2 separate regions of the Pelodiscus sinensis genome follow, and region 1 is linked to region 2. A link is a contact called in public Hi-C data. All regions are on one chromosome and are shown on one strand. Each heading gives the region's core, a stretch centred on a gene start, on an enhancer-like site or on the middle of the called end of the contact. The rest is flanking DNA. Distances are from core to core; before and after follow the strand shown. Region 1 holds the start of SYNM (synemin). Region 2 holds the start of LYSMD4 (LysM domain containing 4).

Evidence for each region. Hi-C and Micro-C count contacts between places; a contact is called where the count stands out from the background.
Region 1: a contact with region 2 is called in a Hi-C map of blood, with 3 times the contacts expected there. The contact joins the promoter of SYNM here to the promoter of LYSMD4 in region 2. A contact is called at or near these places in 3 of 5 Hi-C or Micro-C datasets (blood, liver and an unstated tissue).

Annotation. Positions count from the first base shown.
Region 1 is chr14:8,648,248-8,654,622 of ASM4963464v1, reverse strand. SYNM (synemin) reads left to right here and starts at 3,894. Exons shown (of 4, transcript XM_075896970.1): 1 at 3,894-4,996. The coding sequence starts at 4,214.
Region 2 is chr14:8,188,013-8,194,900 of ASM4963464v1, reverse strand. It overlaps LYSMD4 (LysM domain containing 4), which reads right to left and starts at 1,438. Exons shown (of 3, transcript XM_014576617.3): 1 at 1,322-1,438.

The sequences.
Region 1 (6,375 bases), core at 2,645-5,144, 460 kb before region 2:
CTAAGACTATTGATTTTACAAAATTTTAATTGTATGTACTTCGCAATGAATATTATATAACGGTTGGGGGGAGGGGGTTATTTACTACAGCCCTTATTGCCTTATTTCAAAGTTTTGAAATTTTGTCTGCTAATATGTTCCGGTTATTAAATTCCTCCAATAACTGGTGTGTTATTATGAATATGAACACTGGGTGATTGCCAGATTAGATATAAAGTTTATTAAACAACTAGAATTAAAAGTTTATGATCACAAAAAAGCCTTTAAAGGTGAACTGGATGAAGAGGTAGCTTACAGCTGAGCCCGATGTGGTTATTGTATACGAAGACACACAAGAAAAAACAGGAATATAAAAATCTTCTATGCAGAGATAAACATCTAATTTAAACTCACCCTCAGACCAAGCAAAATCACTTTACAGTAACAGAATTAATTACGACTTTCAAAACCTCTAAATTATGCAATGACTGTAAATAGCATAGAATCACTAATCACAGAAGCTACTCCAGTCATGAAGATGAAAACTTGGATGTGACCGAAAAGTTGGTGATTCAAATTATGATTTAAATCATTTTAAATTATTTAACATTTAAATCAATTTTTGCAGGTATATATAGCTGCTTTTGTTGTCTCTGTTATAAGATGTATAATAAATGGAAATGACTTGGTAGAAAAATGTCATAGTTTGAGCCCCTTTGTCTCCTGAGGCCTGTGCCAAATGGCCCTCCTGCGCACCCTCCATCACCAATAGGACCTGTTTATTCAGGGAAAAATACCGACGGAGAACTAAGCAAAAGGGCACGATTTGGCTCTGCTCGGTGGGACATGTGGAGGAGATGTATTGCTTACTAAACTCTTAGGAGGTGGGCAACAGAGAAGCATCTCTGCCATCCTAAAGACGGTATAGGGGTGTGTGCTTCCCGCCCCATGCTTCTGAAAAATTGTCCAAAAAGCAGTTAGTTCTTGCTAGCTTATCTTTTTCTGGGGCTGTGTGGGGTCTGTCATAGTTCAGGGCAACTGCACCATATTTCCCCTTTCTGTAAGGACACCTATTCTAGGCTCACAGTTCCTCAGCCATCACGTCTACCTTCTGACCAGTGATCTTCCAGGCTGCAGTTTCCTGCCCACTCTTGGATATTCCCAGCAAGCTAGGCTTCCTGAACAGATCCATCTCTGTGCTATGCTTTCCTCTCCAGAGTTTCTGAACAGCAGAATTGCCTGCCACTATAAGATAGTACAAAGCTCTCCAGAACCAACCACATTTATTCATAAGGTAAAAACATTACAGAGAAAAACATTAAAAATAATTAAAGAATTTACATGCATGCTAAAAAGCTTACCAGACATCAGAGCCTATTTGGGGCAGCTGCCATAAACCCCACGCATTGGGGGACCCAGGAAGGTTTAGGGGACAAGTGGAGGGCCTGGCACTGGCAGCAGGGGTTGGGCCTGCCTGTGCACTCACCAGCAGTGGCAGGAAGTGGAGCGACCCAGTCCCAGTAAACCTGTGGAACTCCTTGCCAGAGGATGTAGTGAGGACTAGGACTTTAATAGGGTTCAAAAAAGAGCTAGACAGATTCATGGAGGTTAGGTCCATCAATGACTATTAGCCAGGATGGATAGGAATGGTGTCCCTAGCCTCTGTTTGTCTGGAAATGGGTAACAGGAGAGGGATCACGTGAGGATTACCTGTTGTGTTCCCTCCCTCTGGGGCATCTGGTATTAGCCACTGTTACAAAACAGGATTCTAGGCTAGATGGACCTTTGGCCTGACCCAGTATGGCCGTTCTGCCTACTCCACTCCCAGCTGCATTGCTTTTCTTCACTGTGCTGCCGGGAAGTGGAATCACCTGGCTCCAGCCTTCTCTGCTCCCCAGAGCAATGCAACTGAGAACCAGGGAGTGAAGTAGGCTGGGGCCAGATCGCTCTGTTTCCTACTGCCTCAGTGAGTATGGCAGGCCCAACACCTGATGCTGTCTCCAGGCCCCTACCTGTTTTCCGGGCCGCGTCACTCAACGGAAGGGGGCTTAGAGGAAAGGGTACAATGCAGTCAAGGAGGGGGCAGAACAAAGATGGGAAGAGGTGGGATGGGGTGGAGCACAGGCCTAGGGACAGTCCTGCCAGAGGTAACCTCATCTCGAACTTCCGACACTGGAATGTATCAGTCCTCCAACCACCTCCCAATTGTATCAATAGTCCCAGATTCAGAACCTGAATTCAGTTCAGGCTTTCCTTTACACATTACAGGTCTTAGAGCATGGTCTCATGTACCAGGTGATCCACTGACAATGGCAGGGCATAGTTTCAAAAACTGGAGGTCTGTTTGGCTTGCATACTGTGACGGCGCGTTGGGGTTCCCCCGTCTCCTGCACCCCAAAATGGCACAAACAGACTGCACCAGCCGGTGGAATAGAGGAAGTTTATTGCCTCTCCAGGATACAGCACAGCACAGATGTAATCTGGTCACAGAGCTGGGCTAGGATGCCTCAGGCCCCCTTGAGATGGGTGAGACTGGGCCCCTAAACTCCAGCCCCTTTCCCTAGACTGTCTCCTCCATGCTCCCAGCCAGCAACTAACCAACACTCTTCCAGCCCTGCCCCCCAGCCAGGGCAGCATTCCACCTTTCTTTGTTCCTCTCGATGGGGGGTGTCTGGCCATACTGGTTTGCATAGTGACTCATCCTGTTTTGCTGGGTCATGGTACCTACGGCAGCCAGTAGGGGTTACCCCAGAGCCAGCAGCATAGAAACCAGCCAGGTACCCCCACTACGTCACACATACATCCCCCCTAGGTATTCTTCAGGAAAACCATTGAACAATTTTTGCTTCAAAAGTCCATTTTTGTCTGGAGCGTTGTTGAATATAGTCCTTTCAACCCCGGGTCTCACATCTGTCACTTCTCCCTACTCCAGAAGATAAATACGATCCCAGCTAACAGTAATTGTATGAATGTATAAATCATTGATTTAATACAATGGATCCCCCCTCCCCAATACTTACAATTAATTCAGTATCTTGCAAAGATATGGCAAGATATGTGTCCCATGGGCCAAAAAGATGCCTAATCAGGGGTGGGGAACCTATTCAGCCCCCAGCTTGCCTGGATCTGGCCTGCGAGGCCTGGGGCTCCCTCCCAACATTGGTGACCCCATGCTGGTGCACCAGCCCCCCGTTGTCCCCTCACGAGGCCAGAGCATACAAAATATTCTCAGTCAGGGGCCATGACAGAGGTTTGTTTTGTTTTTCACTTCTGTGTGGCCCCCGACTGATTTTTCTGTGGGTCAGCAGCCTCCAACCCAAAAAAGATCCCCCACCCCTGGCCTAAGTAGTTGACTGTAGCAGTGCAAGGTTAGATGGACTGTGAGGTATATGTGTGTACTATAGCGCAGCTACTGCCTGTAAAGAAAATTACAGTTCAGGCTCAAGCTTCCCTTTCTTGAGCCTCCACTGCCTGATCCAATCCTCCTGTTGATTTCAGCACACTCTGGACCAAGTCTCCCCACCTGTACAAAGTGCTGCAGCAGGTAAAGGAGAGCCAGACTCAGCAGAAACAATGGTGCCAGGTTAATTAAGGATACAAGCCAAGTCATTTGTTGCCCTGGCCCAGAGCTGTGCCTTTCCAGCTATTATTTCAAGAACCGGTTTTAAATTATTACTTATGTTTATTATTTACTTAAAACAAACCGACTACAGATGCAGGCACGGTAGCTGATCATAAACTAGGCAACTATCCAGCAGAAAGAGGGAATGAGAAGCCTATGGAAAAGCAAAAGAAAGAGGAGCCCCAGATGGGGAGGACTTTTGATGTCCTACCCAGAGCCTGACCCTTGGATTGCAGCTGATGAATTCCTCAGCTGCTTCCCTGTATGCTGGGACCTCTCCCACAGAGATCGCAGTTTTACCAGCTCGGCTCTTAACTCCACTTTCCTCAGCTTGAAAAACCAACTAGAATGGGGACAAACCACCTCTCTCCAAGGGCAGCCTGCTCCGGCAGGGGGTGCTGTTTTGCTGCCGCTCAGAGGACTCGGCTATTGGCTCCCTAGCCCCGGAGTCCACGCCAGCCCCAGCCCAGCCCGGGAGGAGCCGCCGCCGCCCAGCCATGAGTCCAGCACAGCCCCAAGCAGGGGGAAGAGCCGCGGGTGGGAGCTGCCGCCCGGAACCCGCAGTCCAGTGACACCGTCGCCAGGGCGAGCGCAGCCCCGACGCCCGGCACGATGCTGCGCTCCTGGGAGGAGTGGGACGAGAAGACCCAGCTGCGGGAACTCAATTCCCGGCTGCGGCTCTACATGTCCCGGGTGCGGGAGCTGGAGCAGGAGAACCGGCTGCTGGCCCAGGAGCTGGCCGAGCTGCAGCAGCAGGAGGTGGCCGGGCTGCGGGGCCCCCAGCAGGAGGTGGCCGAGCTGCGGCTGCACCTGGCCGAGCTGCGCCGGGCCAAGCAGGGAGCGGAGCAGGAGCGGGACGGGCTGCGGCGGGAGCTGGGGCAGCTGCAGCTGCTGGGCGCCGAGGTGCTGGAGCTGCGGCGCCGCCTGGCGCCCGAGCTGGCCGGGCAGCAGGCGCTGCTGGAGCGGCTGTGGGGCGAGTGCGCCGCCCTGGAGGAGCTGCTGCAGGGGCTGCGGGCCGAGCACGCCCGGCTGCTGGAGCGGCAGCGGCGGGAGGCGGGCGAGGTGCGGGCGCTGCGCCTGGACCTGGCCGCGCTGCCGCCGCCGCTGAGCGGGCTGAGCGTGGAGCAGCTGGAGGAGACCTACGAGCTGGTGCTGGGCCAGGCCTGCCGCGAGAGCCTGCTCCGCTACCAGAGCCAGCTGGGCGCGCTGCAGGAGCGGCAGGCGCGCCTCGGCCGGGAGGACCTGGAGCAGCTGCGGGCCGAGGGCGCGCGGTGCCGCCTGCAGCTGGAGGAGCTGCACCGCCAGGGCCAGCAGCTGGGCGGCCTGGGCCAGCGGCTGGAGCGGGAGCTGCTGGCCCTGCAGGAGGAGCACGGGGCCGAGGTGGCGGAGTTCCAGGTGGGTGGTGGCCGGGCGCACGGCTGGCGGGCACCGCCCACGCCCCCCAGGCCCAGCAGCTAGCGGGGGAGCCCCTGGCTCGCGTTCCCCTCTCCGGGCTGAGCTCCGGCCCGGCCCCGCGCACGTGGGGGGACGCGGCTCGGCAAACTCAAACTTTCTCTGCGGAGCGCGGCAGGGGCTGGGCGGGGCTGGGTTTCTTCCTCTCCTCGCTGCAGCCGGGAGAACGGTCCTGTCTCAGGGATCTGGGCGTGTGCCGCTTCTCTTCTACCCGCTGCAAGACCCCCCCCCCCCCCACCATTGCCCTCCACCCCCTTCCACCTCTCCCAGCTATTCCTTTTCCGAGGGTCCCTTTCCCCAGCCCCCTTTTCCCTCCTTCCTGGAGTCCCTCTCCACCCCTCTTCTGGGGACCATCCTCTTTCCCCTTCCTCCAACTCTTCCCTTTCCCCACTGCCTCAGGGGCCACTGTCTCCTTTTCTAGATCCTCCCGTCCTCACAGGGGTCTCAATGTTTGTGCCTTTCGCGCGGATTCCTGCTGGTGGAGTTTCTTCTCCCTGCATCCATCCTAATCCTTCACCTTCTTGCACCACTCTCTAGGGTCCTTCTCCCACCAGTTTTCCCTCTTGAGCCTGTCACTTCTCTCTAGGTCTGTCCCTCCCCACCCATATCCTGCCCACAGGATTTCTTCACCCAGCCTACCTCTGCTGGCGCACCCTGTAACCCCACTCCAGCTGCCACCCTCCCTGCCTCTGCCCAAATAACCTTGGCTGCCTCTGATCTTCCAGCCCCCACGTGCACTTGATCCTAAGACCCTTCCCCCCCGCCTTAGCTTGCCCTTGCTCTGCTCCCTCCCATTGGGTACCTGGCCTTTCCCCAGCACCACCTCTCTTGGGCCCCTTGTACTGGTTGGGTGAGGAGGCTAGGCAAGGAGCTTGCTGCATTAAAGGGCCAGAGGCAGAGTGGCTATTTCTGGCAGGAGGCCCCAAACTCAAGGATTCCCTTCAAAAACTTGGGTTGGTGCTGGGCGCTCTGGCTGGGGAGCCTGTGAGGTGTAAGCAGGGAGATGGTGATCCCTAGAGAGGGCAGGGGGCCCTGAAGGGGCACCCAGGGCTGCAGTCAGCCCCGGGAGGGAGACAAACCCTGCCAGCTAACCTGGCCCCATGGCCAACTTGCCATAGTTCCTGTGGACACGGAGCAAGCCCTGGGAATAGCAGAACTGAGCAGCAGCCTTGTCGGATGCGGTGTGAGTTCTGGGGACCTACACTCTGAGCTCATTCCAGTTCATGGCAGGCAGTGCTTAAAATGGTCTAAAAATATGAATGTGTGATTGGGGGTCGGAGTTGCCTGCCTCCCGTGAGCATGGTCGGGGACCCTGTTGGGAG
Region 2 (6,888 bases), core at 189-2,688:
AGATCCCATCAGCCCTGCCCGCGGGGGGGGGGGGTAAGGAGATCCCACCAGCCCTTTGGGGGGGGTAAGGAGATCCCATCAGCCCTTTGGGGGGGGGGTAAGGAGATCCCATCAGCCCTTTGGGGGGGGGAAGGAGATCCCATCAGCCCTTTGGGGGGGGGGTAAGGAGATCCCACCAGCCCTTTGGGGGGGGGGGTAAGGAGATCCCATCAGCCCTGCCCGCGGGGGGGGGGTAAGGAGATCCCACCAGCCCTTTGGGGGGGGTAAGGAGATCCCATCAGCCCTTTGGGGGGGGGGAAGGAGATCCCATCAGCCCTTTGGGGGGGGGGTAAGGAGATCCCATCAGCCCTGCCCGCGGGGGGGGACACAGGAGAGCCCACCAGCCCTTTGGGGGGGGGTAAGGAGATCCCATCAGCCCTGCCCGCGGGGGGGGGCTCGGACCCCCACCCCTCAGCTCAGCCCTTACCCTGAGGGCGGGGGCAGCCCCCACTCAGGAGTTACCACCCCTCGGCGCCTCGGCTCTCCGGCTCCGGCCCCACTCACACTCACCCCCGCTGTCTGCCTCGCCAGGCGCGCCGATTGGCCGGCCCCGCGCAAGGCGGGGCAGAGGGGCGCCGCGCGGCCAATCAGCGCCGAAGCCAGGCGGGGCGCTGGGGGAGTGAGGTTCGGTTGAGCGGTCAGCGCTGGCCCGTGTTCGGGGTGGGCGGGGCAGCGTTAAAGGGCCCGCGTCTCCCCAGGGTCCCTGTGCCCGCCGCTCCCCTCCCGGCGGCTGCCGCCCCCAGCCGGGCAGAGCTGGGCGCCTGGAGCCCGCCCCCCCCAACTGACCGGCCTGCAGCGCGCAGGGGCCGGCACCCCGTGGTGCTCTGTGCCGAGAGCCCCCGCTGCAGGCTGGCACAAGGACGGGGCTGGGGGGGGCTGGCCCCGGGTGCATCGTACTGGGGGATGGGGGGGGGCGCAATTAATATTTTGCCTCGTGCACAAAACGCGCTTGGCCCCAGCAAGGCTGCTTGACAAGGAGCCCGGGCCGTGCCCAGCCAGCGCCTCTCACCGCCCCCCAGTGTCAGGCCTGCCGCGGGGTGGGGGAACTGGGGCAGCTGCCCCGGGGCTGGGGGGGGGGGGGGGGGGGGGGGGGGGGGGGGGCACAGCATGCGCTGGGCAGTGCGCTGGGCTGCCTGTGGGAGGCTGGCCTGGTGCTCTCCACCCAAAGCTCTGCCCCCCCCACACACACTTTACCCAGGGCCCCACGGAGGGTGTCCGTGCCCCCCCCCCAAAGACCAGTTATCAGGGAGGCACAAATTCATCATCCATGCCAGCTCCCTACCTGAGTCCGGTGGCTGCTGAGCCCAGCCCTGCCTCCTGAGCTGTGTGGCGGGAGGGAGGGGAAGCGCAGCAAGGGACAGGTAGCAGCTAGGGCAGGGCCTCTGGGAAGAGGCAGGCTGGGGTTTTGGGAGCAACGGGTGGAGCAGAGGTGGGGCTCGCTGCAGGCCGGGAGAGGTTCCAACATGCCGGCTGCAGCGTCTTGTGTTGTAAATATTACCGAGTTAGCCACTGCCGCGCTCATGAGTCAGTGCTAACCTTCTCGCCACCCCCCCACACCAACTGGCAGCCCAGAATGGGCAGCTGAGGCAAAGCCATAGTGTGAGGTCACGTGGCGGCTTTGACAAAAGCTTTGGAGAACCGTTTTTGGGTTGTGAGCTGCTGACCCACAAAAAAAATCGACGGGGGGCGGGCCACACACAAGTGAAAACAAAACCCTCACTGATGTGCCCCCTTCCCCCAACTGAGGCGGAAGACACCCCCCCCCAACACACACACACACAGGCGGAAGACACCCCCCCCCAACACACACACACACAGGCGGAAGACACCCCCCCCCCAACACACACACACACAGGCGGAAGACACCCCCCCCCCCAACACACACACACAGAGTCCCCTTGTACACCAGAGCCTAAAGGGGCCCAGCCTAGTAGAGTTTGTGTGCTCCAGCCCCACGAGGCGAGGCCAGCAGGGGGCTGGAACGCCAGTGCCTGTGCCCCAATGCTATGGCGGGGAGGGGGACTGTGTTTTAGGGGCTGGATCCAGGCAAGCCCTGGGCCACATCTGGCACCCCGGCCTGAGGTTTCCCCAACCCGGCTTAGACACCACTCCCCAATCTTCTCCCCCAGCCCAGCCTTAGGGCAAGGCGGTTGCCTTGGGCCCTGCTCTGTGTATGTACAGATTCTTTGGCCGGGCCTGATGTTCAGTTCTCTGCACAAAGCCTTCCCTCTCCCCCAGGTTTGGGCCTATTGACCTGGCCTGGGGGGTGGCAGTGCTGGTGCATGCTGCTTTCTGGACCACTGCACAACTGCCAGGTGGGCTCGCTGCGTGGGGAGCAGGGAGGCGGCTGCACGGCTGGGTAGCCCCGTCAGGCAGAGGGCCAAAGCGGAGACAGGCTCTGGCGGTGGTCATGGCTGGGGAGAACAGGCAGCTCTGTTCCTGAGTAACTGAGGCACAGTGGCTGGAGCAGCCTCAGCAGAGTGCTGGGCAGGGCCGGCCTGACCCGCAAGGCAGGGGAAGCTGCTTGGAGCCGGAATCAGAGGGTGGGCTGTAAGCAGGCCCCAGAGAGCCGGGTAGACATCAAGCTGGGAGCCGGCTCACCTCGGCAGAGCCCACCTGTGAGGCCCCAGCCTTAGGCCAAAATGCCGCATCCTCAGGGTCCCGCACTGTGTCTGGGTGATGTCACCATGATGTCACATTTATGAACGGCTGGGCCCCGCTGTCAATGTGCTACCTTGGGCCCTGCAAACTCTTTGGTTGGGTCTTCCTTCCCCCTCCCCACACCCGGACAGGTCTTGGCAACATTTTCCAGTACTTTACCTGAGTCTACATGGGACCCCTTTGGAAGCTCTGAATCTAGCCCAAGCTCAGTGCAGACGCACACTCCCGGCCGGGTGAAGACACTAGGACACATGATATTGAATCCCCATATTCCAAGTGTCCCCAAACTTTCCACTGCCACGAAATGGGCCTGAAAGATCATGTGAAATAGCTCTGGTCTGTGTATGCCTGCTGAAGTTTTTGACGCTGTCCCAAGACAGGATGCTGGGTTAGATGGACCATTGGGCTGAGCCAGTATGGCTAGGACCCTGGCCTAGTCGCTGAGATTAGCTAGACTGCTCAAGCTGGCAGTTCTTAGGTCTGTATGTTTGGGGCGTTCTGCCATGTGTCGTTGAGTCCGGAATTCACGTCCATCTTAAAAGAAACCCTGACGTTGCTCTTTGGGGATGCGTAATTTGACAGATATTTTCAGTCTTTGTGTGCGATTACAAGAGCAATGGAAAGAGCAAAACAAAAGCAGGGGCCCCAGGAGGGTGCGGGGCCTGAGTGTACGTTATCTGTAACAGTCTGCACTGAAATGCACCCAAAATGGTTGAGCGTCTGAGCCAACGGCGGAGTCCAACCAAGAGACATTTAAAGGGGCAGTACAGTCATCCCAGCTGTGTACACTGGAAAGATGGAGGAGAGCCGTCTAGGACTAACCCCTGCATACTTCAACCCTCCATTTGCCATCAGCTCATACACGGATTTGCCCTCTTGCCTGACAGCCCTGGCTTTTCGGAACAAGCGGCGCTAATCCCAACCACACTGGCCTTCCCTGTTATTTCAGTATTAGCATTGGCCATGGGAGCCAGCGGTGATGAATGGGCTTCCTTCTTGGGCTTCCTTCAGCTGCTCTTGAACAAGAATTAACAGTCAGGTATGGCCACGGGAGGGGTGGCCCGAGCAGCTGCAGCTCTCCGCTGCCAAGTTCGTGTTCCAGCAATGCCACCTCCCTCTCTCTCTCTCCCACTCACTGCTCTTAACTGGCTCCAGCGGCAGCCAGGCGAGTGCCTGCGGTCGGGGGGAGCTGATGAGGTGTATTCTGCACTGGTATGTTTCCTTTGGCCCACCCTGTTCAAAAAACAAGCTCAGTATAAACCCTTAACAAGCTCCACATGCCAGGCACCACCTTTTGGGGGGCGGCTAGACTAGCCCTACGCGCGGGGTGGGTTGCAATGTACAGGCGGGCCCTGCGTTTCCACATGCAGCTCAGAGCAAAGATGCCCCCGGCAGGGCCTTCGGGTTTCTTCCCGGGCCTGAGGAATCTGGGTGTCCTCTTTGCCCCCCCCTTCCCCAAACATGCGTAGGTTGCATCACTGGCCTCCTGGAAACAGTTAACTCCTTTCAGCTGTGCCCTCGCTCAGCCAGTGATGCACATAACAGCTCTGTGAACCGCTGGATTCCACAAGCACAGAGGCCGCATTCTTTTCCAAGAGGGAAGAACTCCCGCTTAGAGCTAACTCAGCGCCGGGACTGCTGCTTTAGAAAAACCTTCCGCCAGACAGACTTACCCTCAGAAAGCTGCTTTTAACCCCACGTGCTCTGCTAGTTCCCCCCCCCCCACCTGTTTTGGGAGCCAAATGCTGGGGAATCACATCCTGGAGGTGCAACAGAGATACTTAATGGTGCTACTCCAGATGCTCCCATGGCAGTCAGACTGGGACAGATGGGTCTTCCCTAGCTAATGGTTGCCACTGAGCTGCTGATAGAAAGTAAAAGGACAGAGCACCCAGGCTTACACCCTTAAACTGTTTAGGGGACTTAATTCCTAGGGACTGCAATGGGAGTTGCTTTGCGGCTCGGAGCTCCAAACACCTCCACCTGGCTAAAAAGCATGATAATAGATACTAGCGAGGATGAATTAGCCCCTCTCCTCCCAACATGAGTTGTTGAAGGGTGATTCCTGTAGCATCAAGGTAGACTCTCGTCACATATTGGGGTGGAAGAAAGCAGCTCCAGACCCCCGAGAACGGGTGTTGTGCGTTTGTTTTATTGGCCGTCATCACTGCCCCGCCTCTCACCTTTCGCCGGAGCCAGGGAAGGAGGCTCATGGACCCTGAAAGAGAGCTGAGCGCAGAGGCATCAAACCGGAGTTTTGGAGGGTATAGAAGGTGTTTAGATGCTTTCCTTCCAGGTTCAGTGCTGTGTGATCTTAGGATGGCCAGTGATGGAACAGTGGCAGGGACCTCCAGTGGATGTGCCATGAAGACAGAGAGGATTTCATGGGCAGGAACTACAGGTTGGTGGTCTGCTGGGGGAGAAGATTCTTGGATTGGAGGGACCAATTGTGACACTACTAAGAATCACTGAGGATCAGGAATTCCCTGGCAGACAGGTCTGGGAAACACCAGTGCCTTCATTTCTGGGTCCTAGAGAGAGCCGAATGCGCTGCCTGAAGCACAGCCTGAGGGAAGGGATTGGCTGTTGGGGTCTCTGGGAAGGGGACGGGATTGGGGGTGGAAGAGCAAGTCAGGCATAGGTGCACCAGTTTAATAATCCCGCCTAGGGCACCATAAATCCTAAGGACGGCCCTGATAACCCCCTCATCTGACCTCCTATATCGGTGTTTCACCTTTCCAGACTGCTGTACCCCTTTCAGGAGTCTGAGTTGTCTGCGTCCACCTAAACTTCACAACCCATTGTTTACAAAATGGGCCATAAGAATACAAAAGTGTCACCACACGCTATCACTCAACACGTTGCTTGCTTTCTTATTTTGTCTGTATGAAATATTAGTTTGTGTACACCTCACTAGTGCTTTTTATGCAGTGTTGTAAAACTAGGCAACTGTCAAGATGAGTTAATGTACCTCTTGGAAGACCTCTGGGTACCCCAAAAGATATGGGCACTCCTGGCAGAGACCCACTGCCCTACATAACAGAGGTCATAGACTTTCACCCAGCAATTCCTTCACTGAAGGGAATTATTCTTCTATACTGTATTGGCTAGTGAGCCCACTAACTTGACCATATGGCAACTGCCTAACGTCAGGCCCTGGGCCTCAGATTCAAAGTCTCTACAACCTCAGAATTTGGTGGTAGCTGTTATAGTAGCTCTAGCAGTCCCATATGGGTGACCCAACTGTGAAGCCCCCTTCTACATTTCCTCTGGTACGTTTGTGCTGAGAGCAACTCAAATCCTCCATGAGCATAAGGTGTGAGGACATACCACCACCAGCACCAGCATTAAACATCTGGGGGGAGGGGAGGGAGCCAGCACCCTCCTGAGCCTGCTAGCACAGAGAGGTTAGAAGTTGTGGGGGGAGAGGCTGTGTTCTCTTAAAAATCACAGTAATCATCCTGGCCCAGCTCTTCAGAGGTACTTGGGCACCTTACTCGCATTGTAACCAGTAAAAGTTAGATGTTGAAATACCTCTGCTGGGCTGCTGAGTACCACTCCATGCACTTTAATTGAGTGAAAATTAAGAACTATTTACACAATGTGAAGTGCAACATAGAAAGGCAGAATTGAAGGTGGGACTTCTGCAGCTTAGTGCATGAGTCTCTCCCGCATGAGCTAAAAGCCAGCTGGCTGTACAGGCTGTAGAACAGACTCATTCTTCTTTCTGTACTGATCTCAGTGCCACTAGATGGGACAGTGCACCACACCCAGAAGGTGTGTGGGTTACACTAAGCACAGTAAAACATGCTCAATCCCAGAGGCATTGGCTGCTCTGTCCTCTAGTGGGAGAATACCTCTGGTGCTTTCCTCTGCTGCAATGCACTGACTCCCTTAGCACAGCTATGACTTGGCATGCTATATGCAGCCTATCGCTTATAATTAGGCTTGGAAGGATTCGATTTTCCACCGACACCTATCAACATTTACATATTGGCAAAGAAAGTCACTTGAGTCCTTATTAGTTTAAAAGTCCACTCATTTAGGCTCATTACAATGGAGTAGGGCAGTGTTTCCCAAACTATGGGCCACAGCCTGGTACCAGGCTGCGGGAAAAATATACCAGGCCTCAGCGTGGCTGCCAGGGTGCTCCGGGCTTCCAGAGTGCCCATGCAGTGCTGGGTCCCA